Regions from separate parts of the Ovis aries genome. Here region 1 is linked to region 2. The links are chromatin contacts, called in public Hi-C maps. All regions are on one chromosome and are shown on one strand. The core of a region is the stretch at or near the end of the contact, and the rest is flanking DNA. Distances in the headings are between cores, read along the strand shown. Region 1 overlaps PDE3A (phosphodiesterase 3A). Region 2 holds the start of PYROXD1 (pyridine nucleotide-disulphide oxidoreductase domain 1).

Region 1 (6,537 bases), core at 2,183-4,682, 410 kb after region 2:
TCCATGGAAAAATGGTCTTCCATGAAACCAGTCCCTGGTACCCAATAGGTTGGGGATTGCTGCTTTAGGAAATCTATAAGCAGCCTCAATATGATTAAGAAAAATAGTTAAATTAGCTACCTGTTCATAAAATTCATTGACAATACCCTCTGTCCACTGAAGATGGAGCTCTTTACTCTTAGCTGGCCCATTGATATCAGCCAACTTTATACACATTTGACAAACCAGTAGACGATCATTTTCATTCGTCCAATCTATTCCGACTTCATCATTCACCTGTTTGAAGAACAAAGTTTAAGTGAATGCACAAGTTGAAGGGGAAAATAAATTACAGAAAACTGATCATCTTGTTACTCTGTATTCCGATCTGTTTACCATGTGCAGATAGGAATACCAAGTAATGAGAAACATCTCAGCTGTTTCAAATAATGTTATTTGGCTTGCATAAATTAGCAGTGAAATAGCTCACCTAAAAAAATAATAACAAATGATGGATAATTATGGAATTGAAAATAAATGCTATTTAATACTAGCATGTGTTATAAATTACTGTTAAAATACTGTAGCTACAAATAATAAGAAAATTTCTTGAGTTACTTTTTGGGCATTTATTATATGTTTGATGTATTAAATTCTGCTTCAGGTTTTTGACCTTTACTACTATGAGGTATTAGTATTCCACAGAGATGAGAGCAAAAAAAAACTAAAACAAAATCATAATGATAGTTAGAATTCTATTATTCTTCTGCAGTACAAGGTATAATATATACTGACAGGACCTCAATATATTCAGTTTCCAGGTTGGGACCAATGCCTAAATAACTGCTTCTGGTTTAACACTGCATTGCATTTCATTTCCACATTTGACATCTATGAGGTGGCAGCAATGAGTTTTCTTTAACACCCTCATTCCATGACATCTTTCAATGTGGCCAGAAAATGAGCACTGATACAAATCTAGTTACCTTGGCATTAAATTTGGCAACAAAGTCAAAGTGTTTCTTCAGGTCAGTGGCCAGAATTGCTTCAATGACAAGGAAACGGAAATGCTTAAATTCCACATGGTCAAGGTTAACTAAGAAGTTATATTCTGGCCGGGACATGAAAAGGTTCCATGCAGCAGCCGCATGATGATTCTCCAAGACTGAGCGATCATTGTAGAGCACCGCCTAGGCAAAGACGAGAGTCAAGAGTTCAGCTTTTTAAATTAAAAACAAAAATAAATAAGAATATGCAAAGCATTTGGAATCACCTTTTATCATAGAACATAGAAGCGCAACTGTATGATAGCTGGTTGTTAAGAATTACTTATTACTGTACATTGACTGTTTACTTTTCTTGGTTATTTTTTCTTTTTTTGGTAAGATAAAGTTCATTTCCTTGAAATTTTATTTCAAATTCTTGTAAGTGAAGAGCGTAGACTTAGCTTATTTCAGATTACTCTTCTTTTTGCAAGGCATAGGAGTTTAACCATAAAAATATGAAAATATATTAATATCCCTAAGAGGTAACTCAGTTATCCCCCACATCTAAAATTAGAATGACTTCCTTTTAATTAAACACATGTAACTAATAAAGAGGGATGATATCCCTGAGAAGCCCCTAATTCAAACTATTCTTACCTCATAGTCATAGGAAATATCACCCTCTGTCTAGTAATTGAAAGTGTATAGTAAATATCTACTTGTTTGAATAATGCTGAGGGAAGCTGTGAAGCAAAAGAAAGTTGCCTAAAAAAATGTCTAAAGTCTAGTGTGGCAGATTGATGATGGAAGGGAAAAAAAGGTATAAGGACAAAAAGGAAAGACCAAGCACATGAAAATTAATATTGAGGTAAATGAAAATACATGGAAATGTAGGAAAACTGAATGGTAAAATGTGCTGGCCAAAGGATTTGGTTATATTTAGGGAAAATATATAGTGTATGGAGGAAACAGTGAAAGAAATGTAAGTAGTCAGAAAAAAATCAGGATATTTGTACTGTATACAGATGAAAGGAAAATTACTTAAAGGAAATTAATTTTAATTAACTAAAGGACTGGAGTTGGTGATAGACAGGGAGGCCTGGGGTGCTGTGATTCATGGGGTCACAAAGAGCTGGACATGACTGAGCGACTGAACTGAACTTAAAGGAAAGCTCTAGGCTAGTCTATAAGACAGAGTGTGGAAACAGATAAAAATAGATGAGAATAGAGTAAAAGGCAAAAAGCAAACATGACAAAAAAGAGTAATGGGTCAGATTAGTCTCTAGAGCCTCTAGAAAGAAAAATAAGATCATGGGATCTTTAGTAAAATGGGTCCATCCGTTTGATTAAATCAAAGTTTAATTATATAGATGGAGATTCCTAAATACAGTGATCGATATTTGACTGAAATTTAAGCATGTGCCCAGAGGAACTTCTTTAAAGTTACTGTTTTGAGAAAACTATGTTCAGGTAAAAGATTTACCTCAAATAAAATAAATCAATCTTTAATTCTTCCTAATCAACAAAAATGCCATAAAAATGATATGGTATAATATATCTCAAAGGAACTGGATTTACATCCAAAGAAGCCTCTAATTCTTAAAGAACTGAAAAAGATTTGGTTCTCCAATCTTTTTAGAAAGAAAAGTTTTGTACAGGTCAGATATTCTTTGTTGAGGAAATTCATTAACATGAATTCAGCAGTTTTTCTTCCTCAGAAGAAAACTGAGACGGGATCTCCATAGTTGATAAATGTAGACCCATCATTAATAACTTAGAACAAACCATCATATCTTTTCAAAATGAGCATGGTCTCTAAGAATTTTATCTCAGGTCTAAATATAGTTTCGTTCGTATTTGCTTGGTGCCTGCTATAAGTCAGATTTATAAAATTAATGTTCTTCAGAGAAATCTCAAAATTGAATTACTTTCCTGGTCAAAATCAAAAGGTTTACCTGAGGGGCGCTCGTTGCAACCAGAAAAGCGTTAGTCCTTCCTGGGTGATCATAGTCATGCATGGCTGCAGCCACGTACAAGGCCATCAACTCCAAGGCAGGGATATTTCCAGACAAACATCCGTATTTATCATCAGGCACATTATACATTTTTGAGAATACATATCCCATATGGCCATGTGTAAATCCACTGTCAGAATCTGAGAAGAGACAATGAAAATAACATAGCTTTGAAGAAAGTAGTAAACTGGTATCAGTTATGTTCACTTATTTAAAAAGCCACTCTTCCGTTCCCATAGTTTACAAGGGAAGCACAGAGAACTTAATATGTACCTGAATCGCTTGCTGATCCGTGATCATTAATCACAGTTGAGAGGCCTGGAATAGGTTGTGTCGTGAGATACCAAACAGCATGTAAGACGTCCGTGGCATGGATTCTGTTGTGGTCTGTAACCAATGCAAAGGAACAGGCATGCATCTGTGAACTCTGGGCTCCGAGGACTAAGAGTGCCACCTACTGGACAAACGGTTTAGTCCTCACATTTTAAATAACCTGGGTGAAAGTCAGCCAAACATTCTAGGACAAATACTCTGTGATTCCTCTTCCATTTCTCTATAATATTCATAGTAACAAGAAAAAAAAAACACAAAACTTACAACATTCATCACACATGCAGATGTCTTAAGTGAACAAAATCTGTGTCCAGCATCCACCTAACATAAATAAATTTCTCTAAATAACCCAACATATATAAACTCACTGTGTGAATCCACTGCAGTGTTTACTCTTGTCCTTAGGCCCATGCTCCTGTGTAAAACTACACAGAGGACCAGAACAAAAGACCCGTGATACACTTAACCTAGCTCAGGCCAATGGTCCCTACCACCCAGTGTTTCATTTCTGATAAATAGCACTCAAATAAAACCTGTGCATTGAAAACAGTGTTATTCTTCGGTATCAAACTTAAAACACTGTAAGAGAATGAGTAACATTTTTTTATATGTATTAATAGATAAAATCCACAAAGCAAAGCAAAACCAAAATCGATAATGTTCTCTGATCTAGAAATTCTGGTTTGGGAATAAAGTTCTAGGAAATATAGAAAGATAAAAAATTAAAACTTCCTTGTACAATAACATAAGGGGTTGAGCCATCCTGAAGTGTATAAATCTACAAGGCAACCAAATCCCCCAGTTAAAATGCCCCTATCATAGAAATAGGGTTCTATTTCTACACGTGTGGTCTAGCTTCTATGGAACCGTGATCAAAGGCCCACTGTGTTCCTGGCTCACCTTCTTTCTCAGTCCATTTTTTCCACGTTTTTCTCTTATCTGGCCCTTCAGAATACTTCACTGATTTGGTATGCTTCATTCTAAGTATGCTAACTTCATACATTTTATTTCTAATGACCAACCATGATATGATTTCCTTCTACAAGGTAAGAGACGACATCTCTGAATAGCACTCGACAGAAGAGGAGAAGCAAAAACAGAGGAGAACAAGCAGAATAATAATGAAACTTTGAGAGCAACACCTGTTCTCCGATCAGGGAAGAAAACAGAAATTAGGGCATCTGTGTTGTTGGCGGCAGACAGGAGCACGTGTGAAGATGGTGTGTGTTTTCCTACATTTCTAGCAACTTTAAGTGAAGACACATGGGTAAATCTTGGGTAAACACTCCAGAAACTCAGTGAAGGGTTGAGGGAGGTCTTGAGAGGATGTTTTCAGAAGAGCTTTGAGAAGCAGACCTCCTAAGTTCTGGAGTGGTAAACAGCAAACCTTATTCACTGTATCATTGCCAAATGATATTACCTAGTCTCCCAAGAACACTTTTATTCAAACTGGGGTCTCTATCTCCATGTGTGGACTATCCCAAATGATTTAAGACAATTACATTTTAAATCTATATTTGTGCCAGTGTACAAAGTTGATCATGCTAGATGTCCCAGGGTCTAGGACATACCTGATTTTATCTCTGCTCTGACATTTATTACCTGTATTACTGAGTCATTTAAAACATTGTCTCATTTCCTTATCTTAAAAACATGGAGACAATAATAGTGCCTATTTTATAGTACAATTTCGAGAATTACAGAAGGGGACCTATTTTAAAGTGGCTGCTGTATACTAAGCTTGTGAGTGATGTAAATATCATTCACCTAAAATACATGATGAGATGATTGGATGGCATTACCAACTTCATGGACATGAGTTTGAGCAAGCTCCGGGAGTTGGTGATAAACAGGGAGTCCTGGCGTGCTGTAGTCCATGGGGTCGCAGAGAGTCATATACGACTGAGTGACTATACGGAACTGAACTGAAAATACGTGATTGCTCTTACGACACAATAATGAGTTAGTGCAGATTACCAGTTTCCTTTCAAAAATCAATGCTGGATTTGTAAAAATAGATTTGAAGAGCTAAAATAAAAGCTAAGCTAAGCCATGGAGGAGGGAGAAGGCAGTGATGGCCCACCAGAAGAACATGCAACCTGGTCAGAGGGTTTCTGGGGCTATGTTGGAAAAGAGTTTCTGGGTTAAGTTCTTTACTCTTCCCTTGCGACAAGCTGGGAAAATTACTGTGTGACGTAACTACCATTACTACTACAAGTCAGAGAAACCTGTGCATGTGCCCAGCATTACAAGGTGGGTGGAGGCGGTATCAGGGTATTGACTGTGTCTCTTTGGGATGAAAAATAGACAACTAAGTCAGGTGAACTTGTAGCTCTTGAGTTATACTACTTCCTGACCTGTTCCCCATCCCAAGGTCCCAGTCCAGAAGGCTTTATAGCTTATCTCTGTGTGTGTGTGTGTGTGTGTGTGTGTGTGCTTACACTTAGTCATTCAGTTGTGTCCAATTCTTTGTGACCCTGTGGACTGTAGCCCACCAGGCTCCTTTTCCCATGGGATTCTCCAGGCAAGAATATTGGAGTGGGTTGCCAGGCCCTCCTCCAGGGGATCTTCCTGACCAGGGATTGAACCCATGTCTCTTAGGTCTCCTGCATTGGCAGGCAGGTTCTTACCCCTAGTGCCACCTGGGAAGCCCAAAATTTCACTTAACATACTATCTAAATAATTTAGTGCTGAAAATGTAAAAAAAAGAGAAAGCTTGTTAAACACATTTTTTGAGGTAAGTATAACCATTTTGGGGCTTCCCTGGTTGCTCAGATGGTACAGAATCTGCCTGCAATGCAGGAGACCCAGGTTTGATCCCTGGGTCAGGAAGATCCCCTGGAAAAGAAAATGACAACTCACTCCAGTATTCTGGCCTAGAGAATTCAGTGGACAGAAGAGCCTGGTGGGCTCCAGTCTATGGGGTCTCAAGAGTCAGACATGACTGAGTAACTAAAACCTAACTTAATTTATAATCATTTTAAGTAGATACACATATATGTATAACTGAATCACTTTGATGTACACCTGAAATTAACACAATATTGTTAATTGATTCTATTCCAACATAAAATAAAAGTTAAAAAGTTTTTTCGATATATGTTTTGCTTTTTAGAGGTTAACATAATCTTGATTTAAAAACTAGGTATGAGAGTATATGGGGGGAAAAAACCTTTCTTTTGCTTTTGAGTATAGGTTCACAAGTGCTAAACAATAGCTAACCA
Region 2 (6,711 bases), core at 3,675-6,174:
CCTCACTGTGACACATTTCTCTCATCTGTAATGTGGGGATAACAACCTACTTCACAGGGTTAAGAATTAGATACATTACTACACTTACACATTTAGAAGTACGGCATAATAAGTACTCCAGAAATGTGAATTACTATGAATTCCTCTTCTCCTTTAAAAATTATACAAGTCATGAATATGTGTTCTTCTTAACAATAAGCAAATAAATAATACAGAATACAGAATAACTGTCAAAGTCCCTCTTTACCACTCTTTCCCCTAACCACACCGATAACCATTAGTGACTTTTTGAAGTATGGTCTATACTTTTAACTTCCATATCCTGGATGCCTAGCATAATGCTAATCTAAATATTCAAGAAATGATAAAACAAATGCAATTTCTAACTTCTATACACTAAAAAAAAAAAAAAAGACATTTGCTATTTCAATGCACTTTCACATATATTAGTACATCTTAAGCTCACAACCCTGTTGAGTAAGCAAGGAAGATATTACCCTAATGATATAACTCAGGTACAGAGATTTGTCAAGGCTACACAGCAAGTAAATAATCGCTGGGCCTAGAACCCAAGTTTTCTCTTTCTACTGTACAACACTTGTACTTGGAAGACTCAGATATACATCTCTCTCTGAGAATGTACTCACAGCCTATAATTGAATTTATGCTTTTTTCTTTTAGAAATTAAAAGCCTGTTTAATCTGTTCTCTGGTTCCCCCAATCCCACACATAGTTCTTTTGGCTATACCTAAGTACCAAGATATCTTACCTTTCTGTAGGCAGGTTATAAAGTGCAACATATGGCACTAAATTACCCTCGGTCTTAGGAGTTTATGTAAATCTTAGGGATTTATGTATGAAAATGGGGTAGGTTAACTGTATACTGATCCCTTCCCTGACAGACACTTTTAGAAAACACACTTCAAGATTGGAAAAGTGTGTTTGTGGGAGATGGGTAGATTGCTTTTTCTCCCTAAGATCAAATCTTTAACTTTTATTTCAAGATTAAATCTATACAAAATGCCAAAAGGAAAAAAAAATATATTCCATCATCAGAGTGTTATAAGGGAAAACTTGTACTGAATCAAAGACTAAGTGAGTAGTCTTCATTGTAGTATGGGAAGAAAAGATTGATGTTTTTCACCTTTTATTCATTTATTTTTTGCACAGGCCCTATAATATTCAGAACTATAGCACCGCAGTACATGTATGTAGTTTATAAATATAATATTAAGATATGAGTGCCAAAGGTTTTAACAGGTGAGGTGCAAGATCAAAACTGTCTGGAGCCTCCTTTCCCATGATGCTATGGCCCAGGTGCTCTTTAGACTGCTCTTGCGATGTTGCGTGTAAATAAATTCATGGAGCTACAAAGTGCTCTAAGATGCTTACTACATATCTGAAGCATCAATTATCTGCAAGTGTAAGCTCGGCTCAGAGGTAGTGTTCTTCTGACCTGTACATACACACACACTTATAATAGAGATATACATGTATGTTTGCATTCATATGTAGATGTGCATAACATCCTTCCTCGAAAGAGAAACTTTCTGAAACATACTTCTGAGTGGGGAGGAAAAGGAGAGAGACAACCAGAAATTTCATACATTCCAGGGGCTTTTGGTATTTCATGTGAACAACTCTAAACTTTTGAGCTATGATTTGAAAATGAGTACCAAAAGTGCATTTGTTACACAATTAAAATACTACAATTACACTAACTGCTATGTGAGTTATTGCAGTTTTTGAAAATTAACACCAAGAAAGTTATAGAATGGTTCTTACCTGCTTGAAATTTGTAACTGCTTTAATAACAGGAGAAGCTGTTATCAGGAGAATATCTTCTGATGGAAAATTAATTGCCAGCTTATTAAAAAAAAAGAAAGGAAAATTATGATAAATAAGTATTAGTACATAGACAGGTGAGACAGATAATGCAATTTTAATGTTATTAACTCAGGAAACTAAAAACTCACTGTTCTCCCTTTAAAGGTCTCCATTATCCTGGGTCTTGGCTATATTTATGGAGTAGTGGTGAGAAGCGTTCAACTCCGATATTGATTAAAATGAAACATACATTTATACTACACTCTAACAATTACCATGAAAAGGATGAGAAGGAACTACCTTCCTAATTAACAGTTAAACCGACTTCTCTTCATTGCAAAATAACTTCATTTGTCTTAAGTAGAATAAAATCACAGCAAGCTTCCAATAAAACACTTAAAACTTTAGCAACTTTCCCAAGTGCTCTGGCATGCCTACTCTTCCAAATGCCCAACCAGTATAGACTCTGAGAGTCTTATCAAATCCGGAGGTTTAATCTGCCAATGTTTCATCATCTTCCTTAGCTACAAACTCTTTCTTTCTCACTTTAAACTTTCTGAAAGGATTTTCTTAACCCCTGCAGCTCTGTAACTCCATCTATCTTCATCTGTCTCTGCTTGTGATTAGGAAAGACTTTGTTTTTCGCTTGTGCTTTTTGGTTTCCTGTTATGCACATTAACTTTTAAGAAATAAATGTTATTGTAAAAACCTTAAAAAAAAAAAAACACCACCAACTGAGCATGTTCATTCACCTACACATCCATTATTCTTTTTTGTACCACCTTACTTAAATTTTTTATAACGTCTGACATTATCAATCTCTCCTTTCCTATGTATATTCTGTAATTCATTTCCTCACTTTCTGTTTCTATTATCATACTACTAATATCCCCTCCAAGTTGGCCTTCCAGTCTCATACTGACCAGCTTCCTCTGCTCCAAACACACTGTAATTAATAATCTTTCAAAATTTTTCATTTGATCATGGTACTCCACTGGTCACGATCATTTGACTACTTGTAAGTTTTTGTTAAATTCTTAGCATGACTTAAAAGATCCTTTATGATCAAGTTCCTGCCAGTCTTCCTGGCTTCATTTCTGGTCACCTTCCCCAAGCTCCATATACTTTAAGTTTTGCTGCTTCCAGATGGTTCTATGCTTTTTCACCTGAGATTACATTGCTACCTCCCCTTGGAATATCTGTTTTTTCTTGTCTGCCTGGTAAGCTCTTACTCATTCCTCTATACAGGCATAAGGGATACTGCGGGCTTGGTTCCCGACCACTGCAATGAAGTGAAGACAGCAATAAAGTGAATCACATGAGAATTTTGGTTTCCTAGCGCATATAAAAGCTGTGCTTATACTACACACTGTTTTCAGTACTAAGTGTGCATAAAAATGTGTTCTGAAAGTGCTGTAAAAAATGTACATGCCTTAATTAAAAAACACTTTATTGATAAAAATGCTAACCATCGGCTGAGCCTTCAGTGAGTGTTAATCTTTTTGCAATCTTTTTTGCAACAGTAACATAAAAAAATCACTGATCAAAGAGTACCATAAAAAATAGAGTAATAATTTAGAAGTTTGAAATTTTGTGGTAGTTACCAAAATAAGACAGAGAGACACGAATGAGCAAATGCTGTTGGAAAAGGGTGCCAATAAGGCTTGCTTCACAGGCCTGCTGAAGACCTTCAATTTGTAAACAAGTTATTTATGTGAAGTACAATAAATCAAAGGGCAATAAAATCAGATATGACTGTACTAAGACAAAGGGATATTTCCTGTGAGAAAGGACACTTCTTCCCTAATTCACTGCTTACTAACTCCACAGGCACCCCTAAGGTAGTGAACACACTGATGAAATGATTTACTTATTTATTTACATTACTCACTAGGCTTTGAGTCTCCAAAAAGGAGGCACCATGTTCTGTTAGTACCAGTCTAATCAGTCCTTAGTACAGTATCTGGATTATAGGTGTTTACTTGATGAATAAATGAAATCTACACACATCCCTGGTGGCTCAGAGGTTAAAGCGTCTGCCGGCAATGCGGGAGACCTGGGTTCGATCCCTGGGTCGGGAAGGTTCTTCTGGAGAAGGAAATGGCAACCCACTCCAGTATTCTTGCCTGGAGAATCCCACGGACAGAGGAGCCTGGTGGGCTACAGTCCACAGGGTCGCAAAGAGTCATTCACGACTGAACGACTTCACTTTCACACACATCCAAAGGCTAAAAGTTAAGGAAAAAAACTTAATTTCTCATGACTTCAACGATTGCTTATATTTACTTTTTACCAACACAATAACCTAGACCCTTTTGGAATACATGTATTCATGTAAAATACATGTAAAAATTCCATACGTGTGTATGTTGTCTGATTGTGTACTATAAATCAAAAAAGCATCACCTCGCTTCACTTAAGCCCTTGTCGGCTGTTTTACAAGATATTACTGGAGATGACATCTCTTCTATCTTGGGAGTCCAAAGTATACAAAACTTACGTAAGGACTCTTTATAATCTGGTTACGATGCACTGAGGACGTGGACACCTATGAAGAAGCTGGATTCAATCACGTCATTAAGAAAGAAGGGGGAATTCTCTGGCCAAGTACTTCCTAGTCGTAACCCATCCCTCTTCTCCTCGCATCTGCTCTGGCATCACCAGGACCACAGCCAGGTTCAGTCGGCTTTGGGTTTCCCCTAATGACTTGCTCGCCATTCCTCGTCCCTGCACCGGAGCCGAAGCCTGCCGGGTACTAAGGACATCCTCTGAGAGCCAAGACAGAGTCTCTAATACCTAGGAAACGGAAGTGGTGGGTAGGGAAAAGGGAAACAGTGAAAGCAACCGGAAGAAACACTAGGGAAAGGGGGCAGGAGGGAGCCTCGAGCGCCAGCGCCTCCGGGGTCTCGGGGAGACGAAATTGCTTGCGCGCCCGCCTTACCTGCTCCGCACAGGTAACACCCGCGATGCCACCGCCGACCACCACGAACTTCCCCGCCGTCGGGGGCGAGCACGGACCCTCCATGCTCTTAGTGGTTTGAGAACTACAATGGGAAGCCGGAAATGTTTGCCCTCCCGGAAAGGGACCGGCTCAGGACGCCCACTTTCGGCGCATGCTCCTGAGAATTCGAGCTACGGGTGCCTAGGAACTCACACTTAGTCCCTCCGCGCTCTTAAGAAGCCGAGCTACGGATGCCTGGGAATTCACACTTAGCTTTTTCGCACTTTTTGAAAAGTCGAGCTACGGGTGCCCGGAGAGCTCATATTTAGTCTCTTCGCGTATCGGCTGTGGTTTCTTGCCCAAGCCAAAACGCAGCTCATCGATTGCAGGGCTTTGCCTTCCTGTCACCACAGCTGAATGTAGCATTTATGTGTAGATTTTATAAAGATAAAACAAAAACCACAGTAAAGTAGATGGGTTGTCAAGAGAACCCATCTCTTGACCTATTGTCTATAGACTAGTGTTCTTGCAGGTCAGAGGGTTCTTCGAATAAATGAACTGCTCTGAAGTTCTCACTGTTCCTTCCCCCCAGAAGTTAAGTATACCCTCAGTTCTTAAGTGGGCTTCCCTGGTGGCTCAGAGGTTAAAGCGTCTGCCTGCAATGCGGGAGACCTGGGTTTGATCCCTGGATCGGGAAGATCAGGGAAGATCCCCTGGAGAAGGAAATGGCAACCCACACCAGTATTCTTGCCTGGAGAATCCCATGGACGGAGGAGCTTGGTGGGCTACAATCCACCGGGTCACAAAGAGTCGGACACGACTGAGCGACTTCACTTTCACTTTTCAGTTCTTAAACTCTTCCTGGTAGAGGGAATACAGTGCTTCCCTACCCTTTCCCTAGCAAGCTAAGATTGTGTACTTTGGAATCACATTCTTCATACACACGTTGATCAAGACAAAAACAACACTACTGAATTGTTCTTTGAGAAACTGTCATTTCCATTTACAATTTTGACCTCAGAAAAGATTTCCTCTAGCATAGAAGGCAATGGCACCCCACTCCAGTACTCTTGCCTGAAAAATCCCATGGACAGAGGAACCTGGAAGGCTGCAGTCCAACGGGTCGCTGAGGGTCGGACACGACTGAGCAACTTCACTTTCACTTTTCACTTTCATGCATTGGAGAAGGAAATGGCAACCCACTCCAGTGTTCTTGCCTGGAGAACCCCAGGGACGGGGGAGCCTGGCGGGCTGCCGTCTATGGGGTCGCACAGAGTCGGACACGACTGAAGCGACTTAGCAGCAGCAGCAGAAAGCTTCTTTGGGCTTCCCAGATGGCGCTAGTGCTAGAGAATCTACCTGCCAATTCAGGAGACAAAAGAGACTGGGAAGATCCCCTGGAGGAGAACAGGGCAACCCACTCCAGTATTCTTGCCTGGAGAATCCTATGGAGAGAAGACTGGTGGGCTACAGTCCACTGGGTGGCAGACTAAAGCCACTTAGCATGCTTGCACATAGAGTTGGTCATCATGTTGGCAAAATAACATTCTTCCCAAGTTTTCAGTAAATAGTAAGTGTAAGTTCAGTTCAGTTCAGTTCAGTCACTCAGTTGTGTCTGATTCTTTGCAACCCCATGAACTGCAGCACGCCAGGCCTCCCTGTCCATCACCAGCTCCTGGAGTTCACTCAGATTCACGTCCATCAAGTCAGTGATGCCATCCAGCCATCTCATCCTCTGTCGTCCCCTTCTCCTCTTGCCCCCAATCCCTCCCAGCATCAGAGTCTTTTCCAATGAGTCAACTCTTCGCATGAGGTGGCCAAAGTACTGGAGTTTCAGCTTTAGCATCACTCCTTCCAAAAGAAATCCCAGGGCTGATCTCCTTCAGAATGGACTGGTTGGATCTCCTTGCAGTCCAAGGGACTCTCAAGAGTCTTCTCCAACA

Evidence for each region. A called contact is a pair of places that touch in the nucleus more often than the background predicts.
Region 1: a Hi-C map of hypothalamus shows a contact between it and region 2, with 6 times the contacts expected there. The contact joins the enhancer-like site here to the promoter of PYROXD1 in region 2. A contact is called at or near these places in 2 of 16 Hi-C or Micro-C datasets (hypothalamus and tail adipose tissue).

The regions. Positions count from the first base shown.
Region 1 is chr3:194,738,424-194,744,960 of ARS-UI_Ramb_v3.0, forward strand. It overlaps PDE3A (phosphodiesterase 3A), which reads right to left. Exons shown (of 16, transcript XM_004007550.6): 11 at 3,254-3,367; 12 at 2,921-3,120; 13 at 966-1,169; 14 at 121-276. Among named protein-coding and RNA genes, the nearest start is that of SLCO1C1, 56 kb to the left of the region's middle. Within about 2 kb of position 3,433, at least 9 of the 54 cell types and tissues checked have an H3K27ac peak or open chromatin away from gene starts, as enhancers often do. A contact at or near this core is called in hypothalamus, where this site is marked.
Region 2 is chr3:194,329,504-194,336,214 of ARS-UI_Ramb_v3.0, forward strand. It overlaps PYROXD1 (pyridine nucleotide-disulphide oxidoreductase domain 1), which reads right to left and starts at 4,925. Exons shown (of 12, transcript XM_060413328.1): 1 at 1,977-4,925; 2 at 1,786-1,866. The coding sequence starts at 2,000.